Regions from separate parts of the Mus musculus genome. Here region 2 is linked to region 1. The links are chromatin contacts, called in public HiChIP or PLAC-seq maps. All regions are on one chromosome and are shown on one strand. Each heading gives the region's core, a stretch centred on a gene start, on an enhancer-like site or on the middle of the called end of the contact. The rest is flanking DNA. Distances are from core to core; before and after follow the strand shown.

The links. HiChIP or PLAC-seq counts read pairs in DNA pulled down with a chosen protein or histone mark.
Region 2: an H3K27ac HiChIP or PLAC-seq map of heart atrium shows a contact between it and region 1, with 7 times the contacts expected there. The contact joins two enhancer-like sites. A contact is called at or near these places in 2 of 484 Hi-C or Micro-C datasets (embryonic stem cells and nephron progenitors) and 2 of 115 datasets of contacts at active chromatin or transcription factors (embryonic stem cells and heart atrium).

Annotation. Positions count from the first base shown.
Region 1 is chr16:49,518,076-49,525,296 of GRCm38.p6, reverse strand. No RefSeq gene overlaps it. Among named protein-coding and RNA genes, the nearest start is that of Gm4802, 110 kb to the right of the region's middle. Within about 2 kb of position 3,481, at least 15 of the 459 cell types and tissues checked have an H3K27ac peak or open chromatin away from gene starts, as enhancers often do. A contact at or near this core is called in heart atrium, where this site is marked.
Region 2 is chr16:50,007,070-50,014,290 of GRCm38.p6, reverse strand. No RefSeq gene overlaps it. Among named protein-coding and RNA genes, the nearest start is that of Gm6936, 30 kb to the right of the region's middle. Within about 2 kb of position 3,705, at least 72 of the 459 cell types and tissues checked have an H3K27ac peak or open chromatin away from gene starts, as enhancers often do. A contact at or near this core is called in heart atrium, where this site is marked.

The sequences.
Region 1 (7,221 bases), core at 2,232-4,731:
TTTGAGATCTGCCACAGCACTGGCAATGGGGCTGTCTCTCTGAAGCCACAGGGCATACAGAATTACCCACGTCATTCATACATGCTCTAACCAATATAGGAATCTTTTCTTAGAACCCTTTGTGCTGGAGACGTCCTCAGAGTGACTCTCCACCCAGTCCTCCTTTTCAAACTGTCTTTGTTCTGTATCAGCCCTACACTGGAGCCTGAGGGTCTCGCTTCCAAAATTTTGTTTGCATATTCTTGTACATTTAATGGGTATTACCTTATGAAAAATCTCCCTCCTCTTCTCTCTCTGTCTCTGTCTCTCTCTGTTCCTCTGACATAGGCATATCCTTCTACTTTTATGTGAATTCCAGGGGCAGAACTCTGGTCTCCAGGCACAAGTAACAAGTACCTTTACCCACTGCCCCATTTGTATTTTGAGTCTTTTGAACAGGTTCTATCAATGAATCCACAGTTTCAGCTAGAATGGCTGACCAAGGAGGCCCCTGGGAGCCACCTGTCTCTGTCTTCCTGTTCTGGGGTTATAGGCGCAAACAATCTTGCCTAACTTTTGCTTAGGTTCTGTGGATTCAAACCCAGGTCTCTGTGGTTGTACAACACTCACTTTACCATTACGGAATCTATCTAGGCTCTCAATAAATTTCATGAGTCTCCTTCAGTTAACCAATATTTGTATCCCTCTTCCTAAATATGTTTTGGAATATATTTGTAAAATGTAAAGAATGCATGGACCCAGGATTCTGACTCAACAGGAAAGACATACTTTTGTTCTTCTCAAATCAACAGCCATGGCTGAAAACCAGCAGCAGAAGAGTAGACACATAGGAACTATGTTTCCCTGTGGGACACTTACAAGTTCCTAATCTTTTGTTGATTTATAGCAGTTTTCCTTGGCATCAGAGAAACAAAGGAAGACAAATTTCCAAACTGAAGAAGTGAGACACGTGAACAATATGGAGAAGTCATGGAACGGCTTTGGATCCAGGTCATACTTGGTACCTCCCACAGTGAGTGACCTTAGACTCTTCTCAGAGAACTTTACTAAGAAAAGAAACCTATATTTGTATTCTTCTTAAACTGAGATTTCGCCCCCCTCCCGCCCTCCCAAGGGACACCTGTGAGTTGTCACAAAACACCCTGCCTTATAGTTCAAGGGCCATTCTTATTGATACAAAGGGATAGACTGAATGGACCTAGCATTGACCTTTAACAGTTCAAAACCACATGCTAATATAAAGAAAGTCGGCCCAAGCGTGATGGCACAGGCCAGCAATCACAGCATTCAGGCAGTCACGTAATAAGGCAAGGTGTTTATGGTTTGGATTTGGAATGGTCCCCACCAACTCATGTTTCAAATGTTTAGGTTCAGGTTTTCTATTTCAAATGTTTAGGTCCAGGCTGTACACTGTTTTGAAGGCTGTAGATCCTTTAGTGGAGTCTGTGCCCAAGGTCCTGAAATAATGACTTGAAGACTGAATTATTTATGAGTAATTGCCTACACCTGAGGCTTGGCTTGTTTGTTAGCTTATGACTCTTATCTTGTTTATTCTAAGTCTCAGTATATGGTTAGTTACCTCTCCTCAGGTTCATGTAACCATCTTCCTCAGAGTTTGAGGTGAATCTCCTCCTAAGCCCAACTCTATCCCAGAATCCTCTCTCCCTGCCAGAACTCCCACCTCTTATTTCCTTTCTAAGCTAATAAGACACCAGCTTTTTTTATTGACAGATAATGCTTCCATATAGCACACAAGAGAGTCTCTCTGTATCTACCTACTCTTACTTCTAGTCACATTTTCTCTGAATATTCTCTCTTATCCTGTTTACAAAATGCTTGTGCAATTTTCTACCACAGTGGACAGAGCTGCCCCTGCCTACTGTCATGCATTTTCATCTCTGTATCACAAAAGTAACTAAAATACAGGAGAAGTGCACATTTGAGGCTAGCCTGGGCTATCATAGTGAGTTTGAGGCCAGTCTAGCCTACATGGTAAAATCTTGTCTAAAATACAAAATTAAACGAAACATGTACTGAAAGAAGAGATGTGGATGTCCTTGTAGTGTAGCTTTCAAATTATATGGCCTACCCTAATATCTTCCACAAAGTAGGTCACTCAATCAGTGTTTTTTGACTTGACGTCAGAAAATCATTTCACGTTGAATGGCTCTACTCTAAGCAGACACTTGGACATAATTAAGAAGCACACCTCATTACAGCACATTCCAAACTGTAATGAAGAAACAAAGAGGAGATACAATGGGAAAGTAGTGCATTCTTTGGGACAATACCCTCTCCTCCCAAATTATAGTGTTGTTGTTGTTGATATTCTTCATAATGAATGTGTTTAAAGAAGAAAACAATACGAATAATCAATGAGAAAATAAAAGGAAAACCCAGGCATTAACAAGCATCAGTTTACTCCTTCAGCATGGCAGCTTTCTCACCCTGCGGAAGACAGAGTAGCAAGCTTTCATTTTTTTCTGGGTGTTTCCTTAGCTACGTACACCATGGGCTCATTCCTCAGTGCCTTTGATAGACCCCATATGCTCTAAGTAAGTGTCAGACAGACTCATCTCAGAAAAGAAGAACCACTTATCTAGTAATAAAAGCCATGCAAGCAGTTCATTTCATCTTAATTAGCCCAAGATGATGCTTTTGAAGTGCCCTGCTTTCTTATCAACACCGTGCCTCCTGCTGCATGGGAAGGAGGTTTTGACGTCTCTAACAACTCAGTCTCAAGAACCAGAATTGAGACCCACACTGCCTGGCCCTGTGCTGTCAAGGGATCTATAACAATGTGTGCCCACACAGATTTCCCTTCCTTCTGGATAAGTTATTCTTGCAATGTGAGAGGACTAGGCAGTGACACCTAGTCTCTCTGCTCAACACCACAATGTATCTACCTACTATATGTAAGGAGGCCACTAGGCATTAGCATGTGAGCAAGAGAATCTCTCTTTTATTAGGAAATCCAACTAGAAAGTAAAGGTAGAAAATAAGGTATAACATTGAAATGTAAATGAATGGCCATATCATTAGTTCAGGGGTACATTGAATCCCTATTTCTGCCCCTCTTTCTCCAGTTGTTTGCTGAAGACCAGGAGTGGGTATAGAGGATACATCTAGACAGTTCAGAGATGCCTCTTTCATATTTTTTATTGATACCTGACACTTGGAATCCTCAGTGGCCTGGAGAGAGAGAGAGAGAGAGAGAGAGAGAGAGAGAGAGAGAGAGAGAGAGAGAGAATAACCAGAAAACAAGAGTCAAAATGTCCCCAGTCTAATTAGTGAGCATCCTGTACAGTCTGCTGGTGGGATAGCCACTCTGAGCCTCTCCCAGTCACTTCATTTACACATTGTTCTCACTCAGCCTCTCACAGGAAGGCATCTTTCGGAAAGTGCTGCAAACACTACGTGTGAAAAGATAAAGATGGTATAAATAGCTTTCCAATTCTTCTTGCAGTTTGCTGGCTCTCATTTTGTTCTCCACAAGCTCTGGATATGAATAGAGCCAAACAGAAAGCATAAGAGCCTGAGGACATAGAGCCTGTGCCTGCTGCTCAAGGAAATCAAAGTCAGAGAAACCTTCATGGTTTCCCAACACACCCTTTCAGACCGGAAGTGCTCCCTGCGGCGGGTAGTGTCCAGTCATACTGCAGAGAATGGCTTTCCCAAACAGTTGATAAATCTGCTGTTTTATACCATTCTCCACCCTTCATATTTCTCTCTGGACCTCTGGATTGTGCTGGAGCTGCGAGTCCATGTTGCTTGGCAGATTTCATGCCTGTAAGAAACCATGACCTCAGGTCACACACTGGTAACAAAGCTGCCAAACATTTGCCAACTGGAAAATCAACTGAAAGAATGAAATAGCCAAGGAAGATATATGTCATTCTCTTTCTGATAGGGGCCACCCAGTGCAGTCTCTCTGGGAGAACTCCCTCACCAAACAAGAGTCCACTGAACTATGTGAACTCATAAAATGACTGTGAAGACTCGAGGGAATGTGAGAGGTTACTTCAAACACAGGAGGTAAGTTGCCTTTCTTAAAGTGCAACAATGCAAACCCCCCACCACATGCACGTCTGCTCTGCATGGGTGTCCCTAAGTCAAGCTCACACAGCAAGCTTGCGTGCAGAAGGCTTAGGATTCTATTCCACATGGTCGGATCCCAAGCTTCCTCACCTTCAGTTCAGACTGTTTGAATCAGTCTCCAGATCTATGTTACATACAGGTCACATGCAGGCCTACAGCCCTGCTTTGTAAGAAAGGCGCAGTGAGGAACTTCCTATCACCTTATAGAGTCAGAAAATGGATAGTACATTAACTCAATACTTCCCTTTCTGAGCACCACGCTCCAGTGCTAAGGACAGAACAATGGACAAAACAGACACAAATCTCTTCCCGGTATGAGCCTGCTTTCTCAGGAGGGGAAGCAAACCAATCGAAGTGAAATATAGAATATATTGGATGAGGTCAGTTGTTAGGTAGAAAAATAGGCAGAGAAGGGGGCAGAGCCTTGGTGGAAGAGGCTGAGGGCTGCTGCTCTTGCTGGGATCATTCATGTTCCACTTCCTTTATTCTCCTTGAACCAGATGTCACCCCTCCATTTGGCATCTCTGACTGTTATTTCAGTAACGAAGCCTGGCATCCTGAGGCATGAGTGGGCCTCTTCAGACTGACCCCATTCTTGCTCTTGTCTCTTAAACTACTCAAGCAAAACTGCCCTCTTTGGTTCTCTCAAGGAAGGTGTAACTGGGCGGGTAGGTCAGCATGTGTGTAGTTTTCTCATGAATAAGCTGTAAAACCGTCTTTGTGTAGCCATTTTGGGCATCTCCCTTCTAGGAAATTAACACATAATTCTGTTAGCACATTGATTGCAATCTCCAGCTATTGCCTGAAAGATTTGTTATTGGTGCTTTGATTTAAAAACGATTCACCACCTCAGAGAGAATGGTGCTTTTACTAAACTGAATCCTGCAGGTGAGATAGTCTGATCTGTCATATGTGTCTAATGAGTGAGGACGGTTTGACCACACACCTCCGAAGTCTACTTGTTTGTTGGAAATGGAATCCCCCAAATCATACACTAACAATCTTTGCAAGAGTGGGCTTTTGAAGGGAACTAAGAGTTGGTGAAGTCAGAAGCGTGAGGCCACTGTGGCAGCAACAGTGGCTTACTAATTACTAAGAGGAATGGAGACAGGAGCTAGCCCCTGTCCTGCCTCTCACCAGGCTTATTCTCCACTGTGATTGTGACACAGGAACAGGAATGGAAGGGTGTGCTTAGGTAGACTTGGCTGCCTTCCCTGGGCAGGGCCAGTGTGGTGAATGGGAAGAGATGTATTGTCACTGAGCAGTAAGAGGAAGGCACACTTTACCTAAGTCCTCACTGTTGCCCCAATGTCAAAGCAACAATGAATCCATGGATTGGGGTCAGACTGAAAAATTCTGAAGACTCAAAGCAAATAATGGGAGTAGAAATAGATTGTCTGTCTGGCATGACAGTCCTAGACACTAAGGACTTGAATTGGGGTTGTCAAGTCTAAGCAAGCTGCTAACCTGAATTCCAGTTTCTGGAACGGCTTTTTGTTCCTCGGAATGGCAGTCTATTCTACTTTATCTGCCATTTTTATAAGTCTTTAACTGTGTGCTCCACAGTCTTTCTGATTCTTTCCAATGGACTTGCTGTCTTGTTTCTTATTTGGTTTTTTAGATATGTTTGTTGATTAAATAAAAAGGGAAGAGCTGGAGCTAGCCCAGTAGCCAGATGACAGTCACATTCTGCTGATGAGTTTCAGTTCTTAGTCTGACTGAATGCCATGTCCCCGTCCCCATGTCCCGTCCCGTCCCCCCCCCCCCCCCGTCTCTTTCCTTTATTCCCACCCTGTTTTTTTAACCCCTGCTGTCCGGGAGTCTGGGAACCATGAAACAACAGAGATAGCCCCAGCCATGGGAGAGATGGGGGCAGAGCAGCAGGGAAAGATATCAAAGGTGAAGTACCATATAAACATTGTAATACAACACGTGTGTTGTAAGAAAGATGACTAACTGGGACAATGGGTTTGATTGAATTAAAGTGCCGGAACATCATGTCTCATTGAATTTAAAATGTGGATGTCAGATGATGCGCCAGGAATGGTGAGCACAGAGCACTGCCTCCACCAGTTATTTTCCCACCTCACTTCTACAATTCTGATTCACTTCTGGAACTGTGTTTAGGCTCCAGGCATTTGGCAGTAACAGATGTTCTCAGCCCAGGCACTCTGCAGGAGCAAGGTAACTGTGAAGTCTGCTCTTTAACTTTGGATATGTGAACAAGAGCGTAGTACTTCATGGCAGTCATTCAGAACCCTACCATGCTGGGGATATAGCTCAGTAGTAGAGGATGTGCCTGGTGTGCACCATGTCTAGGTTACAAGGACCCAAATAATAAAGTGTATTGTGAATCTCTTAGTGCATTTGATGCTAGAGCACCACTCTCCTAACCCATGCTTCTTATCTGTTTGACCAAATTGTCTTCAGAAGTTGAGCATGAGGCTAGCTTGCAGAATATGGAAACAAAGAGTAAACTGCATAGGCAGCTCTGAGTTCTATGCTGCTGCAGAAGACTCAAAGTGACATTGTTGGATAACTGGACAGGGGATGAACATTATTGAGAAAATCATCTAGCACACAGCAAGGTCAAGCAGAGTCTTTGTGTGCGTTTCTTCAGACATCTAGCAAGCAGGAGGAAAGATGAAACCTCTTTCTACTCTTCTGTCCATTTGTGAATTTTCATGTTATGCAGATTACCTTTCCCTTGGTCAATAAACAACTTTAGCTTTTCCCACACATCATTTCCACCAGAGAGAAGAATGTGCAGAGATGAAAATTGATGATGGCACATAGATTTCTCAAAGCCAGAAGAAGCTTGGATTTGACAGTGACCCAGTGGCTGTGATGTGGAGCAAAGGCTTGATTTTATTCTTTCTGTGCCAAATAACTTGAGCGAACACAGATTAAAGCACTCCACTCCCTTTGAATTTCAAAATGACTAATATAAAATCTAATTGCAGGTCCTCTCTCTATAGTCCCACTCCCGTTTTAACCAGAAGATCAGTGGCTACCCCTCCCACAGCAGAGTCTCAGCTATTTCATGTGTATGCACATGTGATAGGCTAAATGAAAGCACTTCATGGGCAGTGGTAGGCAGAGTCTAAAATCTAGCCAGGGACT
Region 2 (7,221 bases), core at 2,456-4,955, 490 kb before region 1:
AAACCTACAACCTAAATACTGGGGAAAAATGTTCTATGCATATAACTATCATGGTATTACATATATAATGTTTATTACTTACAAATCATTATATAAAAATGGGCCTACATTAGAAACAGCCAGCATATCAGAAAGGCAAGACCATGGCTATTATCACATGAAAATATACATGATGCTAGGCACATAATTCAATGCAGTCAGTTTGGAAGTGACTAGCAATATCTACCAAACTGGAACATGTGGTTTCCTCTCATCTAGGAAATCTGTGATTCCCATAGGGATGAAGAATGAATTGAGTAAATTGTGTGCTGATAATTACTTTTTGGATTGCAAAATGTTGGGTGAAGCAGATAAGTTAAGTGGGGTACACGTGATATCCCCCGGCTAAAGCGTGAACCCTCACCTAATTATCCTATACATTATCATGGGTGTCTACACCATCACAAGGATTATGATCAACTTAAGAGTGGCCCTGTGGGGGGGTGGTGGTTTAAGGATGAAGGGAATAGAGGATAGGCATAGAAATTTGACTTTCCCTTTTTCTTAAAAAGCACACAAGCACACACAAAATACAACAAAATGTGAATACATTTTAAAATCTACATGGAAGGTACTTGTGATGGTGCATTGCGACTATCAACTTGGCTGTGCCGAGAAGCACTTGGGAGACTAGTAAAGCGAATATCGGCTGCATCCATGAGGACATCTCTAGGGAAGATTAACTAAAAGAAAAACTTGCCCTGAATATGAGCTGAATGGACAGGGTGGGGCCAGATGGGATAAAAGGGGAAAGGAGAAAGCCAAACAGCACAGGCTCCTCTCTCTCTGCCTCCTGGCCACCAAGATGCAAGTTTTTCTACTATGTCAGATCGTTCCTGTATTCAATAGGCAAAGTCTCAGAAATCACAGAGCAAAACAAAACAAAACAAAACAAAACAAAACAAAACAAAACAAAACAAAACAAAACAGTCTCTCTTAATTTGTTTGTATCATATATTCTATCACAGCATTGAAAGCCTGATAACACAGTTTAGAAGTTAATTTTATTATTTCCTATGTTTTTGATATTGCACATAGCTACACTTAAAAAAGACCATATTGTAGTCATTAATTTTAAGACTTAATTACAATTCTTTTTTCCCTGAGAGCTATCATATATGGATTTCAGTTTTCTACATATTAACAATTCTTAGTCTCTTTTTCTACTTATTATCAAAGTCCAAAATAGAAAGAAGGCCTAGGAGGGCATTTATGAAAATCTTCTGGGTTCCAGTTAGTAGTTTAAGTAAAGCCTTTCCTCAAATTTTCTTTTATGCTTAATAACCTGGAAAATATTGCTTTTGTTAACTGGATATTTTGTTTTTACCCAACCCAAGGTTCACGGATAATAGATCTTTGAAGAAGGAAACTATAATTGGTTACACATAACATTGGTTCTGTGAAAAGCATGTAGCTTTCTCTGTAATGACACAGAACCTCTGGGGAACCTCAGAGCCATTAACATAACCACCAATTATCATGATTTTGCTAACATGGAGAAGCATAGGTGGAAAGAGATCTGCTTGGTAAAATGGGAGACACCATGGAGTTGAGGGTGAAGACTGAACGGGATCACTGTTTTGAGGTACTTTAGGGAACGCTGCAGTTGCATAGTTTGATATGGATGTGACAGCAACTGGTAGGATTGGCATTGTCATCCCCAGTTATGAGATTCAGTGAGATTCCAGGGAAGGATTCAGTGAGATGCAATGATTTTCTCCAAATCTTAAGAAAAATCACAACAATTCTAAAGATAAGGCAAGCGCTCGCCCCATGCCATCTACTCTTGGCTACAGTCATATGCTTTAGTACTGAATATCTTTGCTAAGCTAAGGAAAGTCCTTAAGTTTTGAAGTCCTCCAAAATAGGGCAAGAGGGCTGGCGGGGGGGGGGGGGGGCGGGATATCTCACTACTAGAAAAGTTGTTCTGGTTTCTAATTCATATAATAATAAGAAAAGATGGGGGCGAGGGAGAGGAGCCCTGGCTCTAGATCTGTCTCCTCTAACACTTAGGGGACACTATCTATCATTTGCACTGGAAATGCCCCCTCTCCTAGGCACATGTTTTGTTCTCACCCAACAGTACTATTCTGAAGGCTTTACAGACCTTTACGAGGTGGGTCTTTGAAAGTCCTACCTACGCTTGATTCAGGCCTCTTCCTCTCTGCCTCTTGATCTGTCAAGAGGTAAGCAGCCCTGCTGCATGCTCGGGCTGCCATGGGCAGTGGAGCTCACTGCTATGCAGTCTGACAAAAATGGTTCTAAATCTCACTGAAACGATGAACCTCAGCAAACCCCTCCTTTCTTAAGGGACTTCTTGTTGGTGCATTGTCACTCTGACCACAAAGTAACTCAAGTGAAGGCCTTAGACCTTTAGCTTATACAGTTGCTACCCATATAAATGTTTTCTCTCCCTTTCCCAATAAAGAGAGTAATGGAAAGGATTATCTATGTATCTATCTATGTATCTATCTATGTATCTATCTATGTATCTATCTATGTATCTATCTATGTATCTATCTATCTATCTATCTATCTATCTATCTATCTATCTATCTATCTATCTACATATATATACACATATGTATACATATATATATCTCCTTTTGTGTACTGAGTTGCATTGAATGTACTGTATATGCCTAGAGTTGAGGTTTCTGGCCACTGTTTATGTTACCATCTCAACCTAATGCATTTCTAGGTCTGTACCAAATCCCTGTCAACAAATGCATTTTATGAAGACATAGCTTATAAGCTCTAGGTATGTATATTCCCAGGCTTATGTGAAACCTGAATCATTCAGGGAGCTGAGTGAAAGAAAACACGAAACTATGAATTCCTTCCTGAAGACCTGAAGAAGTACTATTTTTAAGAACTTGTATGACAATATTTCCCTTATGAAATCTTATCCAGTATTTGTCCTTGGCTGCTTAATTAATGGGGAGATAAAAGTGGCATGTAATCAGCTTATGAACGGAAGGAAGACATGGGCGTCTTAAATGATTGCAAAGATTGTTCTCTTAAGTGGGTTAAGGAACTCCTAGTTTCCTAGTGACCCTTTCCAGATTCTTAATTAACACAGTGTATCCTTCTTCATTGGGGAAAAAAAATCAGCAGAAGTGTTTGAAATACAGGCTTCGGTATATAAACCAAGGATGATTCACTGAGTCTACATTTTTTTTCTATACATTTTATCAAAGGAAGGAGCAAATTGGCTCAGTCTACATTGCTGGCAGCACCATCTTGAAGCAAAATGTTGGACAAGGTCTCCTGGCAAACAGTGGCCACTGCCCTTTTGCCCAGAAAAGGGGGTACTGTTGTACCAGCTGGAGCCCTATGCTGGCGGGCGGCAGTCTGCAGTGCTGCCTACTCATGCTAATGATCTCAGACCAATGCTGCTCTTACTGGGACGTGGGAGGAGAGCAGACCATGCCAAATTCTTGCACAAGGTCAAATGTTTCTGGAGAAAGAAAGCCAGGGTTAAATTAGCAGTCAGGCTGAGATGGGGGGTCACTGTGTGGTAGAATACAATCCAGTTCTGGTGAGTCTGCAAAGTCAATGGAGAGAGCAATAAAAAGTAATTACGAACGCATTTCTCAACTTGGAAAGCCAGCCACATCTCACACCAAGGCCAGATTCAGAGCCCTTCTGTTCCAAGGATGTTGGAGCAGGCTCAGGGACAGGAAGGGATTGTGTAAGCCAGCCGCTTCTCCCTGGCTTTGGAACCATGCACCCTGAAAGCAAAATGCATCTTGAAAGAGAAAAATGAAGGACATGTCTTTTTGAATTCCCCCTTTAATAGAAACATATTTTGTATCTACAATATACCCATGTTTTTAGGGCTGCTCACTAGTAAAAACAAAATCAGCATCAAAGCAAAGGAAGGGGAACCCTTTTAGGAAAATGTAAGCCATGGCAAACCTAAAATACCTCAGCTCTGCCCTGCTTACCAACATCAGGACCGCAGAGAAGCTGCTTGTGGGAGGGATGCATCCAAAGGGAGGAGGTGGAAAAAAAGAAGTCGTGGGAGGAAGAAGCGTTGATCTCTGGTGTCAGGGAGAAATTCGTGACAGAATTGACTGTTTTGGATTGACTATTTTGACAGTTGATTTTTTTACCTCCCCCCAGTCCCATCCCCGCAACTCCAGAATCATGACAGACAATTGCAGAACATCAAATTGATGAGTGAACACTTCATCAGATCTGGTTGCCTTAACAACTAAAATAGCCAAAATGTTAAGACAGTCAAACGGGATTGATTATTTTTTGATACAATCTGTGGGTGGTTGACCCAGGAATTCTCAGTCTAATCCCACCTATAAACAGAGGCTCTATCAGCAAGAAAGCAGGCATCAATCACCCGGATCCGTCCCATCCTCCAACGCCCCTGGAAGGCTGAGAAGCACCAGCAGCAGCAGCCTCTGGATGTCTCTAGGTGATGGGTGGCACAGGAAGCAGCCATCTGTGAGAGCTGGGATTCTGATCCCCGCAGCTTCTAGCAAGATAAGAGTCTGGCTTGGGTGGAAAAACAGATTGCCCCAAATCGTCGTCTAGAGGTGCTGAATCATGCATGAATGTCAGGGCATGATGCCAGCCATGGCAACTTTTCCTGAGGGCTTTATCTGGTATGAACCCAGAGAGTTCTGGGTTAGGATTTTTTTTTTCAAACTCACAGAGATAATTGTTGTGTCATACACCCAAAGGGAAATTAAATCTCGCTCGTAATTGGTATTTGCTGGCATCTTAAAGACAAGAGAAAGTTCACCTTAGATTCCTTAAGATCTTGAATTAAAACGTTTCCACTAGAGCCTGCTATAATGACACATGCCTGTAAATCCAAGAGGTCAGGTGACTGAGGTAGAAGGATTGCAAGTTTGAGGCTAGTCTGACTTACCTGGTGAGTTCAGGGGTCATTTCCAAGGTGGGTCCCTCTCTCAAAAATCTACAGAATCTTGAAAAATCCAAGTTTCACCAACATGCCAGATCTGCCAGCTGAGACCATGCCAGAGGCATCGTCTTAGCCTACTGGCTTCGGATTAGGTACAGAAGGCTTTTGGAGCTTCAGTCTTGTTTGTCTGTTTGCTTATTTGGGTCTCCCCCCCCCCTTTTCATTCTAAGTTATAAAAAAAATTAGTTAATAACTTGGCGGCAGTGGAGAATGTGTTAAAAAAAATAAGAATCAATGAAAAATGTGACTTGGTGAGAAACTGACAATAAGTAGGGTTCAGAACCCCACAGAGCATGCACAGCCCGATTTTTCCAATGCAGATTGCAGTAGGCACTGACCACAGAAACAGATATATTCCTAAGCCTTTATTATTGAACAAAGAATAATTCCTGAGTCTTCCCACTTTTAAAAAGATGCAGAAAAAAAAAAAACCCACACAACTCCATAACAATACAGTGTTAAGATAGAAAACAGCACCACTTTTGTTAGGGTGCCCAATTGCTTGAAATTTGGTTCAGGCTCAACTCCTAGAGGTCCTGAGACAGCCAGCTTGTAGCTCAACAGTAGCAGAGGTTGAAAAAAGTATTATAGAAATAAGGCACCCACCTGGAAATAGTAGTCTGCTAGAGGAATTATCGAAGATGTTGATATATTGATTTGGAGAGAAATGGCTTTGTGGATATGTTTGAATGTGGATTTAAATATAATATTCCACTTTCTTCTTAGAGCATTCCATCTCCTACGGTACTCTCAGTTTTCTGATTTTAATTGATCCTTTAGGAAAGGTTGACATTTACACTAGAATATGCAGGCGAATGCCCCGCCTTGCTGAACTGCCTTTTCTTTTGGGCTTGAATTGCTGGGGTCTGAGCTTGTTGTTTGGTTGTCTATTCGTTTGCTTTAAAAGAGTGATTGTTAAATAGAAATAAATAATTTTAAAAGAGTCTGTGACCTAAACACAGATAACTCTTTTTTTTTCCCAGCAAACTGTGTTTCCTGGGAATTTAAATCAGGAAATTCCTGAAGACTAAGGCAAAGCAAAGGCTGATGTCGAAATGTCTTCATATACTTAGATTCTGAGACAAGGGAAGGCCAGGATGTCAACTCAAGTTATCAGACAGAAGAAGAATGGAGCCAGTGGAAGCGATTGAGAAAGGACATAGAGATAGTGAGGCATGGGGAAGGAGTGGGGAGAAGAGAATGAAAGAGGAAGAAGAGGTCTCACAGATGAGAGAGAAGCAGAGAGACACCATGATGGACAGACACCAGTCCTGCCTGCAGCTCAGGGGCAGCTTGCTCTTCCTGTCTTCAGTCTAGTTTTCCCTCACAGCCCTTTGCTAACATGAACGAGATTATGCTTCGCATCCAGGAGTTTGTCTGAAATGCCTTGTCTAAATTTAAAATTATCAAGGTAGAGAACGAGGAATTTTATGTTTATTTTGGGGCTAATTAGGATTGTCATCCTGAAAAGTCCAGATCTCATAGTCTAGATTTTTCTTCTTTCATTTTACATATATAGCTTTCAACCAGCCTTCTGAGGGCATGGTTGCTTTTGGAACATCACTGCCGTGTTGTGAGGATACCCAACTTAACAGGGATGTGGAAAGGCTCTGAAACTAGAGGTAGAAGACATGATGGTGTCAGTGACAAGAAGCGAGAGGAGGAAGAGTCTTCATATCTCTGAGTCTTCACCCCTCTTTGCTTCTCCAGCTCTTTCTAACCTACATCCAGCTCCTGGCTATAAACACATAAGATGCTCACACTAGACTTTCCCAAATGAGGTCAGCAGTCAACATCCCCTATTTTCCTCAACCACTCTCCACCTTTTTATTTATTTGTTTACTTCTTTTGAGTTGGGGGCCTCACAGGGATGCAGCTCACACATTAGGCTAGACACACTTGCCATTGAGGCCCAAGGATCTTCCATCTCCCCGGCACAGGTATTATAGACATGTGTAGATTTACATGACCGTTTAAATAGGCTATGGGGATGCATGCTCAGTGAACACTTTGAGAGATCTTCCTAGGCCTTTAAGGTATAATTTCAGCATAGCAATAAAGAACACTATTACCAAGTATATAATATGCTAAGTAGCAACTAAAGAGACCTATACTGTGCTTCTTGGTGGTCAGAAAGGTAATTAAACTTTTTTTAAAGACAGGGTTTCTTTGTGTAGTCCTGGTTGTCCTGGCACTTACTCTATAGACCAGGCTGGCCTCAAACTCACAGAGAT